Regions from separate parts of the Oryctolagus cuniculus genome. Here region 2 is linked to region 1. A link is a contact called in public Micro-C data. All regions are on one chromosome and are shown on one strand. The core of a region is the stretch at or near the end of the contact, and the rest is flanking DNA. Distances in the headings are between cores, read along the strand shown.

What was found. Hi-C and Micro-C count contacts between places; a contact is called where the count stands out from the background.
Region 2: a Micro-C map of ear pinna shows a contact between it and region 1, with 3 times the contacts expected there. The contact joins the promoter of SAMD4A here to the enhancer-like site in region 1. A contact is called at or near these places in 3 of 6 Hi-C or Micro-C datasets (ear pinna, psoas muscle and skin fibroblasts).

The regions. Positions count from the first base shown.
Region 1 is chr12:21,818,796-21,826,060 of mOryCun1.1, reverse strand. The region is part of intron 2 of SAMD4A (sterile alpha motif domain containing 4A); the gene reads left to right. Among named protein-coding and RNA genes, the nearest start is that of SAMD4A, 90 kb to the left of the region's middle. Within about 2 kb of position 5,425, at least 6 of the 8 cell types and tissues checked have an H3K27ac peak or open chromatin away from gene starts, as enhancers often do. A contact at or near this core is called in ear pinna, where this site is marked.
Region 2 is chr12:21,907,359-21,914,014 of mOryCun1.1, reverse strand. SAMD4A (sterile alpha motif domain containing 4A) reads left to right here and starts at 1,537. Exons shown (of 12, transcript XM_051822872.2): 1 at 1,537-1,677; 2 at 2,844-3,494. The coding sequence starts at 3,299.

The DNA.
Region 1 (7,265 bases), core at 4,176-6,675:
TGCGTTCCTGGATCCTGGCCTTGGCCCCAGCCTAGCCCTGGGCATTGTGAACATTTGAGGAGTGAACCAGTGGATGGGAGCTTGCCTTCACTGTATGTCTCCAACTCTCAAATTAATTAATTATTTAAAAAATAGTAGGAAAATCAATGTGACTAGAAGGGAGTGAGTCCAGTAAAGTATGGTGGGAAACCAAGTGGCAGAAGTAGCCTTATAGGCTATGGTGCTACTAGGTTCAGTACAGGCCACATAAAGCTTCGTATTATATTTTAAGTGTGAGGAGAAACACTTGGAAGGTTTGAGAAGCAGAATGGAAGAGTTTTATTAACTTTGTAAATGATTACTTTGAGTGCAGTGTAAAGTAGACTCTCCCAAAGGAGTAAGAGAAGAAGCTGGGAGCTTAGTGAGGTTGATCCAGGAAGCAGGGCAGGAGATACCATGGCTTGGGCCAGGAAAGCAATGGTGGGTATGGAGACAAGTGGCTGGGTTCTGGAAATATATTTTAAAAGTAGCATCAACAGAATTTGTTGTTGGGTGAAATGTGTGGTTTGAGAGAAAGAGGAAAGTTGAGGGGGATTGCAAGGTTTTGCCTGAGCAATTGAGTGGTATCATTCATTGGTTTACTGAATGTGTACCAAGATTTGAACGTATAAAATCAGGTGTGCCTGTTAGACATTCTGGTGAGGCTGCCAAGTAGGTAGCTGAACATATGGTCCTGGAGTTGTTTCGTGATTTGGTGAGTTGTGGTTTACTAAGGTTTTGAAGAAAAGGGAGGAGCCAGAAGAGAAGGAGAAGCTCACGAGAACTGCCTGCCTAGTGACTGAACACCTCCTACTGGGCCTGCCTCCTAGACGCCAGTCATAACTGGATCAAGAATCCCTTAATACACTACTCATTAACATAAGACTTTGGGGGCCAAGCCTTTATTTTTATTTATTTATTTATTTATTTATTTATTTATTTATGTTGACAGGCAGAGTGGACAGCGAGAGAGAGAGACAGAGAGAGAGGTCTTCCTTTTCCATTGGTTCACCCCCCAATGGCCGCTGCGGCCAGGACCAGGTGCTTCTCCTGGTCTCCCATGCAGGTGCAGGGCCCAAGCACTTGGGCCATCCTCCACTGCACTCCCAGGTCACAGCAGAGAGCTGGACTGGAAGAGGAGCAACCGGGACAGAATCCAGTGCCCCAACCAGGACTAGAACCCGGGGTGCCGGTGCCGCAGGCAGAGGATTAGCCTATTGAGCCGCGGGCCGGCTAAGGGTGGGGGGGCAAGCCTTTAACACATGGGCCTTTGGGGGAACACTAAGCTAGTAGCCAAAACTATGGCAGATAGTGATGACCGGGGAGAGCCCACAGTAGGAGGCTTTGGTGTAGTCCTCAAAGAAGGGAGGAGGATGGGGAAAGGACGAGTGAGTGAAAACTTGAGGCTTAGTGTGGTGGCCATTAGTCACTGGGTGAAAGTCACACTGCATGATGACTTGGTCAACTGGTGCCTGTTCCTTGTGCATGAAAGTATTTGGGGCCAGTGCTATGGTATAGCAGGTAAAGCTGCCGCCTGCAGTGCCGGCATCCCTTATGGGTGCTGGTTCAAGCCCCGGCTGCTCCACTTCCGATCCAGCTCTCTGCTATGGCCTGGGAAAGCAGTAGAAGATGGCCCAAGTCCTTGGGCCCCTGCACCCATGTGGGAGACTAGGAAGAAGCTCCTGGCTTCTGGCTTCAGATTGGCTCAGCTCCAGCTGTTGCAGCCAACTAGGGGGTGAACCAGCAGATGGAAGACCTCTCTCTCTCTCTCTCTCTCTCTTTGTGTGTGTGTGTGTGTGTGTGTGTAACTCTGACTTTCAAATAAATAAATAAACCTTTAAAAGAAAAAGAAAGCATTTGGGGGCCATTTAATCAAAACTGCATGCTCCAGGGTTGAATAACGGAGTGGAAAGTGTTGACTTAAATTGTTTTTACAAGCAAGCATAAATGTCAGAATTTAGGAGAATTATATGCTGAAAAAAAGATTATTTTAGAGGGCAGGATTTTTTTTTAACTTTTTCTCATTTGCCTGTAAGAATTTGTCATGCTTGCTTTTATGAATGTAGTCTTTCTATTTACATGTCATATTTAATATTTTTCTATTAAAATGACCAGTTTGGCTATGTTTGTATTCATCTATTCTATTTAGACATTCAGCCATAAGAATGCTTACTTTGGAGAAACCAAAATTTTCCTTTACTGCTACTGACTACAATATCCCAATTGACAATACAGTGAGGGGTTAGGAAGAACTCCTACTTCCAAATGACTGGCCAGGGAGAATTTTCTTGTCTTCCCATTTATCTCCTCTTTTTAGCTCACTGACCCTCACTTGACAAAGTCAACAGAAGTGAAGGAAGGTGAATTAAATCAATCAGACTCACCTTGTTGGTGACTGATAAAGACTTGGAATAGGTCTACATGTTGTTTACAGATAACCATTACACCATGTATTGATTTACCTGTACCTCTTGAACCTGTACTGATGGTGGTTTAAAAAGAGAAAATCAGAATTCCTTCTTTGAGCCATGTTATTGGCTAGTGGATTTTTCCTTTCTCATACTTGCTGGCGTGGTCCCGTTGTTGGAGGTCTCAGGGCATTCATTGGTAGTGGCTTACTTCTGTCCTGTTGCTATCTTATGATATGGTAGCTTCTGGCACAGGACTTAGTTCCGCCCTGTGGCCCGTGTAGGGAAGAGGACTTCCTTGCCACATGCAGGCTCAAGCAGCTGTTTCTCCTTCCCCAGAAGCACCAGTTTTTCCCAGCCCCCAATCAGTTCTTCCTTGCTGGGAAGCCAAAATATGCCAGAGTGACTGCTTGATCAAGTTTATCCTACGACAGTGCGAATGACTCTGATGTCACTTCCTCCCACCAAGCTTTCCTCAACATAAGCTTTTATCCTCTTTGTCAAGAGCTTATTTTGTCATCTTGCTTCCCTGCCTCTATAAATAATCTATTTTCCCCCCACTGGCCCCAAGAACAGAGGCGGGCCCTCTGTCCCTCTGTCTTGTGCTTGTTCAGAACATTCTTTTAACGTTCTTTACTTGCTTGACCTTTTAGACCTTTTTTTTTTTTTTGACAGGCAGAGTGGACAGTGAGAGAGAGAGAGACAGAGAGAAAGGTCTTCCTTTGCCGTTGGTTCACCCTCCAATGGCCGCCACGCTGATCCGATGGCAGGAGCCAGGAGCCAGGTGCTTTTCCTGGTCTCCCATGCAGGTGCAGGGCCCAAGCACTTGGGCCATCCTCCACTGCACTCCCTGGACACAGCAGAGAGCTGGCCTGGAAGAGGGGCAACCGGGACAGAATCCGGTGCCCGTCCGGGACTAGAACCCAGTGTGCCGGCGCCGCTAGGCGGAGGATTAGCCTAGTGAGCCGCGGCGCCGGCCCTTTTAGACCTTTTACTTCACCCCTATCAGAATCTCTAAACTGAGGTCACCGGAGGTTAGAGTTAAAACAATACATAAATCAACTGAGGGCTGCTCTTTCAGGAAATAGGGCACCTCGCTCTTTCTGGAGGTTACCCAGTCTTCAGTGAGCCTTGGCACACAGGTTTTTTTGTTTGTTTGTTTGTTTTTTACTAGGATTTAGCAGCCCTGGTGATACATACAAACAGCCCAGGCATGTTAGGAGGGGCTCTGATTAGCCTAAACTTTTAGGCCTTTTTCTTGGTGTAGAGGTCTTCAAGACCTGTTGTGGCGACTTGCCTCACCTGATTCAAAGCACCGGAATGTTATGTCCCTGACAGAAGGGACTTGTGGTTGTGGTATCTGTCAACTTGCTGCTTATTGAAACAATTTTTTTTGAGAGGCAGAGAGTTCCCACCTGCTGGTTCAATCCCTAAATACCTACAACCGCTGGCATGGGGCCAGGATGAAATTAGGAGCTAGGAACTCAATCCAGGTCTTCCATGTGATGGGAGGGACCCAGTCACTTGAGCCATCACTGCTGCCTCCCAGGGTTGCGTTAGCAGGAAGCTGGAGTCAGGAGCCAGAGCTGGGAGTTGAACCCAGGCTCTGTGATGAGGGATGCTGCTGTCGCTCTTCGCTGACATGGCCATGTTCAAAGGCAGGAGGAGGTGATGTCTGCATTGACTTAGTGCTACCACACAGAGTAACACACTGGGGGAGTGCAGCAGCTCGCGTTAGTCCTTTCAAAGAGTAAGATCCCTGCTTCTCTGCTGTCTCCATTGTCATGTAACAGATGTGCTTCACGGGAGGTAACTTTACTTTTTCTGATGTCTGGTATATTGGAATTTAAACATTTTACAGAGTTAATTCTTTTCAATAACTTACCAGTAAATATGTATTACTCATAAGAGATTTTGAAAATAACCTCATCTGAATGATTAATATTTATTGGTATCTTGCTAATATCTTATTCTTAGATTTCTATAATATGAATATTGATGCAATTTCCTTTAGTAAAGGGATACTGTATTTATAAAAGTACTTCAAAAAGTTCATGGAAGATGTATATTAAGAAAAAAACTATTCATGAGTTTCATGAATCATTTGTATCAAAGTAACATCTTTTAATTCAGTTTCTCCCCAAACTTTTAAATTTACTGTCATGTATGTTCTACAGTTGGAATATATTCATCATGGAGTAATATTGGACTTTTTTTAATTTGAAAGGCAGAAAGCAGAGATTAGAGACAGAGATATCTGCAGCCACTGGTTCGCGCTCCAGATGCTCACAGTAGCCACTTCCCGTCTTTCCGCACTGTGTCTTCTTCCACGTGCTGTGACCCAAGTGCTTGAGCATCACATGGTGGCTCCCAGGGTGTGCATTAGCAGGAAGCTGGAATTGGAAGCAGAGCTGCAACTCAAATCCAGACCCCCCGGTGTGACATGGGGGTGTTCTAGCTGATGGCTTTCCTGCCATGCCAAATGCCCATCCTAATTTTTATTTGCCCCCTGAAGGCCTCCCACATTTGGCAAGGCCTTCGATTCATCATAGTGAAACCGACTCATTGAATGTGGTCTTATATAGATACCTAGGGGATGTCATGGTCCCCTTCAGTAACTGTATTCACCATCCAGAAGTCTAAGCCTCACATCTGGCTCATCTTGCCCCACCTTTTCCAAATGCGAGTGTGGAGGGTGAATTACACTCTAGGAGTATCTCCACACCATCCCACCACGAGCGGTAGAAGGAAAGCCAGAAATGGATACTTCTGCCTTCTCTCTGAACTCCTACCCTCACTCAGGCCCTGCGGGCTGCTGTTCACCAGGCATCTGGAGTTCTCCCCCAGTCCCTTGTCCCAAGAGCTTGCTGCATTTGCCCTGGCCCTGCCCGCATAGTGAAAATGGTCAAAGAATGAGCCGGTGAGGCGATCTCCAAGCTTTCCATTCCTCTGCTTTATAAATGAATAACAGTGATGTACCAGCGAAAGAATGCAGCGCGCCAGCGTCACTTGGGATCCTCTGAGTAGTACGGAAACGCCGCATTCTTCAGGCTAACTTGCGGCCTGCCTGCACATTCCTCTCCGATGAGGTGGAGGAGCACTGGTGGCCGGCCCGGGGATTTGTAGGACTGGGGCGGGGAGCTGCTGTTTAAAAATATATTTAATTATATTCTTTCTCCGCAGTAACACTGATACCATTTTTAGCCCATTACAAATGCTGTGATTTTCATTTAAATCACGTCCATTATCTTATTGACCTAGTTTTTATTTGGTAAGCAAAATGTTCTATTTCTGGATAGCTTAGCCCGGAGCCTTTTTTTTTTTTTTTTTTTTTTTTGAAAGGTTACGGATGCTTTGTGCAGCTCTTTGCTTCCATATCTGCGTACAGATGGGCCGCATCTGTGTTCGCGCAGTGGGAAGTGCGGCTGCCTTGTTCTCATTCAGAGGGCGGGTTTTCTCTAGCTCAGACTCCTCCCAGCGAGAGCTGGCAGGATGCCAGGGGACCCACATCTGGTGACTTTTGGTGAATGGAAGGTGGGAGAAGGAAGAAATCCTATTTCTGTTTCAAATGAGAGGAGGGGGTCCTGATTGTTTCTTTTTGTTCTATCTTGGCTCCCCCACCCCCCCTTTTTTTTTTTTTGTTTAATGTTTATTTACTTATTTATTGGAAGGCAGAGAGAGGGAGAGAGAGAAGCAGACAATGTTCCACCTGCTGGTTCATTTTCCGAATACCCATAGCAGCCACAGCTGGGCCAGGCTGAAGCCAGGAGCCAGACCCTCCTTCCAAGTCTCCCACAGGAGGGGCGGGGACCGAGCACTTGAGCCATCATTTGCTGCCTCCTAGGGAACACATCAGCAGGAAGCCGGACAGGAAGCAGAGGGGCCACTCAAACCCAGCCCCTGCAGGCACCCCACACGGTGGCTGATCGGCTGAGCCACAGCGTCAGCCCCATCTCCCCACGCTGTTTTCTTTCTCTGCTCACCTGCCCGGTCCCTCTTCCGGCCCTTCGCATCTTTCCTCCTCGCCACCGCGTGCTGTGCACCTCGTCCCGGGGGTCCTCCGTGCTCTAAGGGGCTCTTTGATGCTCCTGGGATCCCATTTACCCTAGGCCTTTGCCTTTCGATGTTTCCTCTCTCCTGCTTCCTTCCTTCACCCTCCTCTCTCCCTTCTCTTTCTCGCTCTGTGCTGCACAGGCCCAGTTCTTGGTCTCTGGTTGGAAGCTCCCCCTGGGGAGTCCTGGCGGGACATGTTCCTGGGGTTCACCAGCGTTAGGTGGGCCCTGCAGCCATGGGCGACCTCACCACTTCGCCTTTGAGGCTTCCCTCTCCTGGCACCCTCCCCACCTCCCACCCCCGGATTATTTTGCGCAGGGGGCAGGGGGAGACCTGAAAATGACCTTCCCCCGAGACTGGAAGGCAGGTTAGGGGCAGAACCGTGCCAGTGAGTCCCTCTCCTCATGCCTGCTTCGGGGCCGTCTTCTCACCACTCTGTTTCTTGGCCAGAAAGTCTTACAGATGCTGCACCTGGCTCCACTCAGGGCTCACACCCTTTGACCACTGCGCGTCTTCTCGAATGCTGTCCAGGTTCAAGTCCTTTAGAGTGCGGGGCTCCTAAGTGTGCCTCTTGATCGCCAAAGATGGAGTCCGGCGGGAAGTGTCTCGCCGGGTTGTTGGGGATTTTCTCAGGAATGCTGTTCTGCTCCAGGTCACTTCTGTTGATGTTTCCATTCCTCAGAACCGGTGTTTGACAGTGACACAATATTCAGGCTTGAGTTCCTTCCTGTCTGACTGGAGTCTCCCTTTTACTCAGGAAACCACATGTAAAGCTGTGTTCTGAAC
Region 2 (6,656 bases), core at 288-2,787, 92 kb before region 1:
AAATAAAATTCGGACTGCAGAATTTCTGTTTCCTAAATAGGGCAAAATATTCGAGGAAGTAGACACCTCTCCTGGCTGGTTAATACCGAACTTTTTCCAGGTTGACAGCCCCGAGTGAGCGGTCGCTCCTCAGGTTGTGCCAACTCCGCGGCACCTGTCAACGCCCTGACAGAAAGGCGGGCTCGGGGGCGCGTCCGTCACCGTCCGCTCGCCGCAGAGACTCGGGCTGACGAGGGGAGGAAGACAGCGTAGCGCCTCCACGGGCGCGGGCCGGCGGTGGACGCCGCGGGACCGGGCGGAAGGAGCCTAGTCACGCACCCAGTGTTCGGGACCCCGCGCCGGCGCGAGGCGGGAACTCCTGCCAAACACAGCCCGGCGTCTCCTCAGACGGCCCCGAGGCAGCACCATTCGGCCCGAAGGTCCTCCTTGCGGATCATCCCCTCCCATTAGACGGCACAGCGACGTACAGGTTTTAGGGACTTCTAAACCAGTGCTCTATTTCCAAGACCAGCGGGAGGGGTGTTGCGGCCGCCCTCACGTCCCCGCGCGCCTCTCCGCTCTCGCCGGAGACCCTGAAGCCCCCGGCCTGGGCTGGGCTCCGCGCACGCCGCAGATCCAGGTCAAGGCAGCCGGGCCCCGCCACCCCGACAGGTGGCCTGGCCTCTTCCTCGCGGCCGCCCGGGGCGGCGATCGCCTGTGCTCCAGGCTCCAAGTCGCAGCTCGCGGGCCAGGCACAGCTCCCGGGCGGGTCCCAGAGGTCCGGCCGGCTCCCCAAGGAGAACGAGGCCGGGAGGGGGCGCCCAGATGGTGCAAAAGGCCCCTAGCACCCAAGGGGGCCGTGGCAGGGTGCGGCACGGGCACTTGTGGCGCTCCTCGGACAGGGCCGGCCGCGGCCGCGCGCCCTCCTCCACCCTTCGCGTGTGCCACCCTCGGCACCCATCCAGGCCCCCAGCGGCAGGGACCCCGTGTGTCGGCCGCCCGCGGGCCACGCCGCTGAGCCACCTCCGAGCCCCAGCAAGGCCGAGGGGTCACGGGGGTTGAACAGTCAGGTTCCCAAGGACGAGCAGCGGTGGTGAGGGGTGGGGGTGGGGGGCAGCACCACCCCGGCTCCAGGCCCCTCCTATGGCTCCAGCGCCCCGACCCCTCCAGCACACGCAGGCGGCAGAGGGTAGGAATTCGCCCGCCCCCTTCTCCAAACTTGAGCGCTGCGCCAGGCGATTCCTGCAGCCCGACCCCTCGCGCCGTCCGACTCCTCCCACCCGCCCCTCCCCCTTCCTCGTCACCCCCCCCTCAGGAATCCGCCTCCCCCTCGCCGCCCGCCGGGCCCGGGGATCCTCCCCCGACTCCCCCCGCGAGCCGCGCCGCCGCCCGGGTTCCTCTCCCCCCCGCTCGGGCGCTCCCTGCCAAGCCCATGATGTAATGGTGTATGTTAATCAGTAGCATGTGGGGAGCTCCGGCTCGGGCGGCTCAGTCCTCCGCCAGCCGACGCCGGAGGCAGCAGCAGCGGCCGCGGCAGCGCCCGCGCCCGCGCCCCGCCGCGCCGCACTCTCCCCGCGCCGCCCGCCCCGACGGCATGGCCCGCGGCCCGCACACCGGGCGCGCCCAGCCCCGCTGAGTGCCGCCGCGGCCCCGGACCCGCGCGTGGCACCCCGAGCCGCCGGGATGAGCCGCGCCAAGGTGAGCGCCCTCTCTCTGCCGCCCGCAGCGGGCAGACCCTCTGGTCGCTGGGGAGTCGCGGGATGGTCCCCTTCCGCTGGAGAAGTTGGGGGAGCCGGGAGGCGGGATGCTGGGCGCCGGGCACCCCTCGAGAGCACAGCCGCTGGGGCTCTCCTCCCCGCCACCCGCGCCACCGCCGCCAGATCCAAAGAGAGGACTGGGGGAACCCCCGAAACCGAACTTTTTGCTGTCGTTGGGGGGCGTGTGCCGACGGCTGTGCTCCACATTCCCGGCCGGGCCGCCCGGGGAAGCAGTAGTGCGGGCACGGGCTGTGGGCGCGGGGCGTGCGCCTGGGGCCACGCCGCCTTCGGCCTGGGACGCGAGGGCTAGGCTCTGGGCCGGACAGCTCCGCCCGTCGGCGACGGCGGGGCAGAGTGCCCGAAGCACACACGCGCGTGCACACACGCACACGCACGCACGCACCCGGCCGCTCCGGACCGAGCAGGCCCGGGAGACCGCCCGGCTGGGCTGGCGCGGCGCGGCGCGGGGGAGCCCGGGCTCCAGGCTGCGCTGCCGCCCGCTGGGCGCGCAGCTCTGGGTGGGGAGAGTTTATTTTTGTCTCGAGCTGCTGCCGCGGCTGCTCACGGCCTAAATCCAGAGGGGCGCCTGGCGGTGGAGATGCTGGCTGTTGCTGTAGATGGAGCTGCAGCCGCTCGGCTGCTTCTCCGGGAAGAGGAGGAGGAGGAGTGGGAGGAGGAGGAGGAGGAGGAGGAGGAAGGAACCCGGGCTGCCGCTGCCTCCGCCTCTGCTTCGCATTAGCCCTCGCCCCCACGCCCGCGCCCCTCCTCAGCCGCAGTGCAAGTTTTGTGCGCGGGGAAGATCTGTTGCTGGTGCCGGCGTTCGCAGGCACAGCCGGAGGCCGCCCGGGCGCGGCGTGCGCGCAGCTTCAGCCGTTCGCCGCGGCAGCAACAGGGAGCCGCGGGGTCTCCTCCCGCAGCTGGGAAGGAGGCTCCGCGCCACCCCCCCGGGCGGGAATAGCCCGTCGCCCGCATCCGGGCGCGAGGGGACGCTGGAATCCGGGCGAGCCGCCTCCGCGGGCGCCCCCGCGCCGGCCCCTCCGAGCGCTCGCCCCCCGGCGCGCTCCGGGGCTGGCCGAGGTCTCACTGCAGCTCTCCCTCTCCTTCCAGTGGTGATCGCCGCTCGGGAATGCGGGCGTGAAGGGTCCGCGCTGCCGCCCAGCGGGGGAGGAGACCCCGGGACGCCGGAAACCACCACCGCGAAGCCGCGAGAAGGGGGAAAGAGCATTCTTCATTCAGTTGTGTGCCTTGAGAGAGATTTTTTTTAAAAAAGCAAGAAAATCATTTTTTAAAAAAATATATAAAAAAAGAAACATTTCCGCGCCACCGTCCGTCGCCGTCTCCGGGGCAGCCAGCCAGCCCCACCGGAACGCAGCCGAGACCGGCGGAGAGGGGCGGCGCGGAGGCAGTACCTGCAGCGTGCGGCGCCCGAGCCACCTTGGAACGGGCACGCGTCTCCCGCGGCCGCGCGGCTGCGGCGCCGCCAAACTTCGGGCCGGGCCGGGCCGCGCCGCGCGCACGGGGGCGCCAGGGGGGCTCTGCCGAGCGAGCGCGGCTCCCGAACCATGATGTTTCGCGACCAGGTCGGGGTGCTGGCGGGCTGGTTTAAGGGCTGGAACGAGTGCGAGCAGACTGTTGCGCTGCTGTCGCTGCTCAAGCGCGTGAGCCAGACCCAGGCCCGCTTCCTCCAGCTCTGCCTGGAGCACTCGCTGGCCGACTGCGCCGAGCTGCACGTCCTCGAGGGCGAGGCCAACAGCCCGGGTAAGTGCGCGGCCGCCGCTGTCCCGCCCGCCGCCCCCCTCCCCTCCCCGCTCCCGGGCCGCGGCCCGCGCGGAGACCCTCCCCCCTCCCCCCGCGGCGAGCCCCCGGCACCTGCCCCCTCCTGCGGCCGCGTCGGGCACTCCTGGGTCCCTTCCGTGTGGTCGCCACGGTAGCATGAATGATTGATTTTTCTCTCATGCAGCTTCCTGAGAAATAAGTAAGTCAGGTCACGTAGAGTCTGGATTTTCTGGGCTTTTTTCCCCCCTCTCTTTTGGGCAGCGTGGCTCGCTGGATTTCAGCAACACGTGAAAAAAGCCGGCCGGGGGCTGCCCTCTGGGAGCCGAGCTTGGAGAAGGGAGGACAATCCAGTGTTGTTACGCGCCCCCCCCCCAAAAAAAAAAAACAAAACACCCCGCCGTGGAATTCTTGTTGAGAGCTTCGGCTTCAGGAACTGTGCAGGGGACACTACGCACGGCTAGGATGGCACCTGCAGCGGGCTGCGCTGCGGTTACACCTGCCGGTCCTGGTGGGCCCCACGCGGAGCTTATGGAAGGGGGGTCGGGGAGAGAGCAGGCAGGGGTCGGGTTCCTCCTTAGGTCTCCTTCGGAAACTTTCCGGAGCAGAATTACCTCCTGCTACCCTGCTGGCATTTGCAGACATCCCAACTAGTGTGGAAAGTGCACACAGCTTGACGTTTTGCTTGCACGGCTCGGCTCGTGACAGACTGAAACTCTGTCCTGGGGGAGGGGGCGAGGGCTGCCCTGGGTGGGGGGCGCAGGCAGCCCCCAGTGTCTGTGCAGGGAGGAGAATGCAGGGTCCTCTTCCAGCTGTTCCGTGTTAGGGCTGAGAGCCTCGCGGGCTCGGCGGAGCGCTGGGCTGCCATTTGGTGATACGGTCTGGTCCTGGGCGGCAGGGCCCGCGGGACACTAAAGGGAGAGCGCCTGGCGGGCGGGCGCAGGCTGAGAGCCGGCCTCCTCCTCCCCTCCCCTCCCCTCCCCCTCTCCGGCATGGCGCTGCTCCTGGTGTGATGCTGAAAACCCTAGAATGGGATGCTTCCATATATAGAATCCCAGGGTGGAAGTGCCTGCTGGAAATTCTCACAGGCCTTTTCCTGACCAGACAGGACTGCACCCAAGGCCCCGCGCACTGCCAAGTACGGATGGCCACCCAGAGGGAGAGCTCATTCAGCCCCAGCCTGGGGGCCCCCAGCTGCCACCCCCGGGTGTCCGTGGCAGGGCCCCCTTTGGTTGAGCTCCACGTTTATAAATAGCTGAAGGACTGGCCTCCTCCTGAGGGGGTGGGAGCAAACTGCAGTCAGTGCTGACCTGCTGGCTGTGCTGCCTCCTCCTTAGTGTCCGCCGCTAGCCTGGGTCACCTGCCTGGTTTTGCTTTCGCAGGCTTGACAAACAGGATTACATAAACTTTTGCGTGTTATAGAATGCGGAGGAATTCTGTACAGTTCTTCACCGTGTGTGCGTGGCCTTGCTGCTTTAGGGGCTGTTGGCACACGTGACGGTTATTCCCGTGTTGCAGCAACAGTTTTGAGCCTGGAGGAAGGGCGAGGGCCTTTCCCCAAACAGCAGCTGTCAGCTTAGGGAGTAACGCCAGTGGATGTATGGTGTTGAAAGAAGTGGTTTCGTTTAAAAATCTCGTCATCCAGTAACCCAAATTGGATATCTGTGAATTACTTTTAAGTCATTGGGTAAGTTTCTCTCTCAAAAAATGTTTTCTGTACTTTTTTGAATATGACACTACTTATCCATGCTGCTATGTCATGCACATGTCTAGGATATAGAACCATTGCGTAAGATCATGTTCTCGATTGTTTTTTCTTAAGGTTTATTTACTTGGAAGGCAGGCTTACTCAAAAAGAGAGTTCTTCCATCCACTGGCTCACTCTCCAAATGGCCCTAGTGGCCAGAGCTGGCTCTCGGTGAAGCCAGGAGCTGGGAACTCCATTCAGGTCTCCCACAGGGGGGCAAGGGCGCACACACTTGGGCCAACTTCTGCTGTATTTCCAGGCGTGCTAGCAGGGAGCTGGATTGGAAGAGACCTAAGCTGGCATCCACATGGGATGTTGGCAGAGTGCTGGCCCCTGGATTGATCTTTCAACTTGCATGGAAACCTTTGTACTTGTTTGCTATGGCTCAAACAGAAATTCATCAGGGAGGACCTGTGGTGGTTGGGTTTACTTTTAAAGTATGAGGATCATCAAAAGCATCATGATTTGTCTTCACGTAGCTGAGTCTGTAGTGTGGCCTTCCTTGTCCGAGTCAGGAATCAGCCAAGAACCAGGAAGGGGGGTGGGGAAATGTCCACTTGGCAGCCAGAAGGGACGGCACCAAAGTCCTGGAGAATACTTCAGGCCCTCTCTCAGACTCTGACTTTAGACACGAGTCTGACTTAAAAAATTGTTTGCTTGAGAGGGAGGGAAAGATGGAGGGGAGTGGGGAGAGAGAGAGACAGACACAGAGACAGAGACAGATCTCCTGTCCACTAGTGGTTCACTCCACAAATGGCTGCAGCAACCAGGACTGGACAAGGCCTGGCTCAGAGTCAGTAGCTGGAAACTCAGAGTCTCCCACGTGGGTGGAGGGCCCCAAGTATTTGAACCATCACCTGCTGCCTCCCAGGATACACAGTAGCAGGAAGTCGGAAGTAAGAGTGGAGCTGGGACTGGAACCCAGGCACTCCTTTATGGGATGTGGGCATCTCAAGTGGTAGCTTCACTGCTACACCAAATGCCAGTCCCCTAAATTTATTTTTAATTAAAAGAAATCTACAGTGTGTTAGGGGTAGCACATTTAGACTGCTGTAACCAGCAGTGAAGCAGGATTCCTGATAGCCCACAAACGAGGACAGACACAGGAAAGCTATAACTTCAGACACAAAAACTGGGGGCAGAAGCACTGGAGGCTGGGGAACATTGGTAGGAACCTTGGTTGACCCTGTGGACATCACTGTGTGGTAACAGAAACCAGTAATTACTACTTACCAGTAATAACATGGAAACATGAAAAGGATACATTTTTGGACACAGTCTTTAAGAAGGCAGGGAAATGTTACAATAAACTTTGAAAATATTTACACCCAAGATAATTAACCTCCAAAGCTGTTTTGGTGTGTAAAGCTCTTACCAATTCAGAAAACCAGGCTGTGCGG